Regions from separate parts of the Sus scrofa genome. Here region 2 is linked to region 1. A link is a contact called in public HiChIP or PLAC-seq data. All regions are on one chromosome and are shown on one strand. Each heading gives the region's core, a stretch centred on a gene start, on an enhancer-like site or on the middle of the called end of the contact. The rest is flanking DNA. Distances are from core to core; before and after follow the strand shown.

Region 1 (2,597 bases), core at 47-2,546:
GTTTTTAGCAAGGAGGAGGAAGAGAAGCTGTTAGGAACGCAACTCCCAGTCTGCTACATTTTTAAAGCAAATATCGGAAAAAATTAATACCAGATCTTTCCCCAAAATCCCAAATATGAGCACGCTAAACAGTGCATTGTTAAAACAATAAAACTTGTACAGGCAGACAAGAGCGGTATCCCCACAAATCAACCGATTTTTCAATTAAAGAGGAATCCAGCTGTGGTATAAAGTGCAGGAATCGGTCCTGCTGTACTATCCTAATTCGCTTATCCAAGGGGCTTCGGGTTCTCTCATCTGAGAAATGCAAGATTATTAGATCTCTGTAGATCTAAAAACTGCTTCTTCCTAAACTGATGGTTAGCCTCCGTAACTTCTAGGGGTATGGGGGGTGGGGGAGAGAAGGGAAACAGGATAGGTTCAGGTCACAATTTTGAGGACGTTGAAAATACTCCGGTTAATTATTTGACAGAAGTGCCATCTTCAGGTAGCAGTTACACAAGGGAAGTAGGGGAAAGCTCGCCTTGCCAGCCAACGGTGACTTAAAACTGTGCTGCAAAGACTGATCACCCGGGTTTTATAGAGTCCACAGGAGTAAAAACACCTGTAATGATTAAGGCATTTAAACAAAAATCAAGTCCTGTGGCCGGAGGGCGCGCCCACCTAGGGTGGAGAGTGCCCCGGGGGCGCTCAAAAGCCAACCTGCGCCGCAAGGCCAGGGGTCACTCGGGTGATTGCAGGGTCTCCCCTGGGGCTGGGCCTTCGGATTGTCCTCAAAGTCTTAAATCCAAAGAAGCATGAGTCGGACCCAAATACTCTTTACCCCAAGCTCTCTCCATCCCTTCCTAAGTCCCGAAAGTACGCTGAGCCCCATACAAGTGGATCCGGGGTGGGGAGGGCAGGGGAGAAGCAGTAGCGCTGCGAGCCTCAAACGCAGAAGAGGCCAGGCCTTAGCACCAGCAAAAATGTTGAGTTTTAAGCCCCAACCCAACCGCAGCGCCTCTGGTGAAAAGACCTCTTTGGCCGTCCGGGCGCGGGAAGCCGGCGGCCGGAGGAGGGTCGGGGGAAGGTGACACGAGGTCCTTACCCGCTACAAGGCTGGCCGCTGCCGGCCGCTGCCGGCGGCTCCAGTACAGGAGGCCAGAGGCGGCTCCACGGAGCCGTAAGGAGGCTGCCATGCTGCCCCCGCCCCGCCTCCCCACGGTGACCTCCTCGGCTCCCGGCTCACCCACTGACTGCTAGGGTGCGTGGTGCGGCGGGCGGGCTCAGCTGCGGCGTGTGGCCGCACGCGCACGCGCTCTGCCGCTTGGGGCGGGCCCCTACCCACAAGGGGAGGAGCGCGACCTCGAGAGGCGCGGCCCGCGCAGTACCTAGGCCGTCAATCCGGGAAAGTGGACCAATCGGAACTCCCAGGTTCTCCGCCCTTTGAGAAACACCAATAGGAGACTTTCTGGGACGCTCAGCGCCTGAGCCCTGGCCCCGCCCCCATACTCTTCCCTCATTTGCAGACCGCCGGCTGAGGTCTGCTTGTTTACTAAAGTGCAGAGGGTGTGTGGGAGGCGGTGGCTGTCACTCACTGCCGCCCCCTCCTCACAGCACCTGACCTCCCAGAACCGCCCCCTCGGAGTGTTGTAACTGCCCGAGTTGCTTCCTTGCGGACAAGGACCTAACTTTGACTCGGCCCTTCGCTGCAAAATTTAAGCAAAAGCAGAAATTCCCAGTCTTCCCAAGTGCAGGGATCCATTTTTAACCTCAAAAATCCGTGGGTCTCCTAATGTTAGCATTTGTGTTTTTAGTGTCTGTTCATTGAGAAACAGCCACAGAAACCTAACTGTTTCAAACTTGTTTGATATTATTTAGCCCAGCAGTTTATTCCTAAATTTGAAAAATGGTAGGGAAACAACATTCTTCGCTTTGAAGGACAGAATTACTAGCAACTTGCACTCTCTATTCCAATATATATTTCTGTACTGTTTGAAAATTATGCATCCATTTCATAAGCAAAAACTAAGGGTAAATGAAAATGCAAAAAGTAGTGTGGTTGTAGGTGTGTCAGAGAGAAGGATTTGTGCATTCTTCTGTCGGTGCTTGGTGTGCATGTTTGTTTTTTTCTTTTCATTTATTTATGGCTGTTTGTGGCATGCAGAATTTCCCAGGCCAGGGATCAAACCAACCATGGCCACAGCAGTGACAACACCAGGTTCTTAACCCCTAGGCCTCCAGTTAGCTCGTGCTGTACGTATTTGAATCTCTGAAACGGATAATCGCAGGGCTTCCAATCCTCACTGACCCCATGAAAGGGTTAGGAGCCATGGGCACACCAGAAAAAGATTTGCCATTTTTATAAAAAGGAGGAAAGAGAATGAGGAGTGGATAGGGCAATAGGAACCACTCCTTGAAATTTATTTTATTTATCCATTTGCCTAGGCTGTTCTTACCCAACCTTTTAATCTAAGTAGCAAAATGAACAGTCATATGACTTTGTCCTTTTTTTTTTTTTTTTTTTTTAACCTCTGCTCAGTCACTGATGTTGAAATTACCTAAAGAAATTGGATAATTTCCAAGCAGGTTCTCTAAGGGTTCACGGCATGCTAGCA
Region 2 (2,597 bases), core at 28-2,527, 93 kb after region 1:
TGGTGTAGGTTGCAGATGTGGCTTGGGTCCCGCGTTGTTGTGGCTGTGGCCGTTGTTGTGGCTGTGGCGTAGGCTGGCAGCTACAGCTCTGATTTGACCCCTGGCCTGAGAACCTCCATGTGCCGTAAGTGCGGCCCTAAAATGCAAAAAAAAAAAAAAAAAAAAATCAGACCTTGAGTATTTAGTTTGTAGACTTTTCAGTATCATGATATGAGAGCTTATTAGTCAAGCTATATTTTTGTTTTTCTTTTTTTCTTTTGTCATTTTAGGGCTGCACCCCTGGCATATGGAGGTTCTCAGGCTATGGGTTGAATCGGAGTTGCAGCTGCCGGCATACGCCACAGCTGAATCAATGCCAGATCTGAGCTGCATGTGTGACCTACACCACAGCTCACAGTAACACTGATCCTTAATGCACTGAGTGATCCCACAGGGATCGAACCCGAGTCCTCATGGATACTAGACAGGCTTGTTACCACTGAGCCATGATGGAAATTTGGAACTCTGTATTTTTGTTTTCTATTTAAACTTAGACTTTTTTTTTTTTTTTAATTATAAGTGTAGTGGCCATTTGCAAAGTTACTCAGCCATGGATTAATTAATTTAGTAGTAGAATAATAGGAGGGTGGGGTTTTTAAAAAGCTTTAAAAAATATATTGCTAGGAGTTCCCATTGTGGTGCATTGGAAACAAGTCCCACTGGTATCCATGAGGTTGTGGGTTCCATCCCTGGCCTCATTCAGTGGGTCAGGGATCCGGTGTTGTCTTTAGCTGTGGTTTAGGTTGCAGACGTGGCTTGGAGCCTGAGTTGCTGTGTTTTAGGCTGGCAGCTGCAGCTCCAATTAGACCTCCAGCCTGGGAACTTCCATATGCCATGTGCAGCCCTAAAAAGCAAAAACAAAAACAAAAAAATAGATTGCTAGGTATACCTCTGTGTTTTTAAAAATACTTTGTATTTTGAAATAATTTTAGATGTAAACTTGCAAAAATAGTATACAGAATTTTCGTCTACCCTTCACTTAGCTTCTGTTAATGTTAACATGTTGCATAACTGTAGTATATTTAAAAAACCAGGAATTTAACATTAGTACAGTGCTGTTGACTAAAGTACAAACCTTATTTATTCAGATTTCACTAGTGTTTCCAGTAGTGTTCTTTTTTCTGTTCCTGAATCCAAATTTTATTGTCATAACTTCCTAGTTTTCTCCAGTGTGTGATAGTTCCTCATTCTGTCCTTGTCTTTGTTGACCTTTTTATTTTTTTCCTTTTTGGTCACACCCGCAGCATATGGAAGTTCCCAGGCCAGGGATTGAATTAATGCAGGGCAGTGACCCAAACTGCTGCAGTGACAATGGTGGATCCTTAACCCACTGAGTCACAAGGGAACTCCTCATGGCTTTTACATTCTTGACAAATACTGTTCAGTTTCATTTTATTTTGGTAGCTTGTTCCTCATTTTGAGTTTTTCTGACAGTTTCTCTTGATTAGATTGAGGCTATACATTTTCAGGAAGAGTACCATAGAAGTGATGTGTTCTTTTCAGTACATTGTGTCAGGGAGTACTTGATGTCTTTATGTTTTATTCTTAGCAGTATTAATCTTGATCACTTGGTTAAGGCAGTGTCTGCTGGGTTTCTCCTATAAAGTTAGTATGTTCTGTTTGTGATTTAATAAATATTATGGGGCGCAATCTTGAGATTAAGGGTTTCTTTGTTTCTCCTCAAACTTTTTAACCCACTAGTTGTAGTATCCTTTAGGTGGACCTTGCCTACAACAGTTATAACTGTGTTTGCCGAAGTGCTTTTCTGTTCTTATTTTTTGCACATTATTACTTGGAATTATGATGTTAGGAAGAGTTGTCCCCTTCTCCATGGATTCATGCATGTTTATTTTCTTGTGTTGAATAATATCTAATGTTAACATACTTTTTTGTTGTTGTTGCTAGAATTGTTTTAGCTTTCTTTGGTTATTGGGAGCTCCATCAGATGGGCTCCTGTGCTTTTTTGTCGTCTCCCTCCAGCCCCCCAACACATTCCTTTTTGAGAACTTCTTTATTATTTCAAGTATGACAAGATATTTTAGGCTTATCTTATATTTTCTCTGCCTCCTTCCTTCTTTGGAGAAAGGTCAGCTATCTTTTTTTGGTGGGCGGTGGGTGTGGGGGAGGCATACCACCCGCAGCATATGGAAGTTTCCAGGCTGAGGGTCGAATCAGAGCTATAGCTGCTGGCCTACACCATGGCCACAGCAATGTGGGATGCGAGCTGTGTCTGTGACCTACAGCATAGCTCATGGCAACACTGGATCCTTAACCCACTGAGCGAGGCCAGGGATCAAACTCTTGTCCTCATGGATACTAATAGGATTTGTTAACTACTGCACCACAACGGGAACACTGAGGTATGTTATTGTTTTTGTTTTTTTAATATTAAAAAATACCATAGGAGCTTTGGAGAGGAGGTAAAGATTAAATTTGATCTAGGATAATCCAGCAGAATTTAAAAGAGGGTAACAATTGAGCTGAGGAAAGACAGTACGAACACTGAACACATTATTTGTCAGATAGTGGGCAAGATAGTATAACTACATTATCCTTGG

The links. HiChIP or PLAC-seq counts read pairs in DNA pulled down with a chosen protein or histone mark.
Region 2: a contact with region 1 is called in an H3K27ac HiChIP or PLAC-seq map of alveolar macrophages. The contact joins the enhancer-like site here to the promoter of HIBADH in region 1. A contact is called at or near these places in 1 of 5 promoter capture datasets (liver), 5 of 47 Hi-C or Micro-C datasets (alveolar macrophages, embryonic fibroblasts, heart right ventricle and 1 more) and 1 of 2 datasets of contacts at active chromatin or transcription factors (alveolar macrophages).

The regions. Positions count from the first base shown.
Region 1 is chr18:44,984,109-44,986,705 of Sscrofa11.1, reverse strand. It overlaps HIBADH (3-hydroxyisobutyrate dehydrogenase, mitochondrial), which reads right to left and starts at 1,296. Exons shown (of 8, transcript XM_021079217.1): 1 at 1,088-1,296. The coding sequence starts at 1,178.
Region 2 is chr18:44,891,516-44,894,112 of Sscrofa11.1, reverse strand. All of the region lies in intron 3 of TAX1BP1 (tax1-binding protein 1), which reads left to right. Among named protein-coding and RNA genes, the nearest start is that of TAX1BP1, 17 kb to the left of the region's middle. Within about 2 kb of position 1,277, at least 2 of the 83 cell types and tissues checked have an H3K27ac peak or open chromatin away from gene starts, as enhancers often do. A contact at or near this core is called in alveolar macrophages, where this site is marked.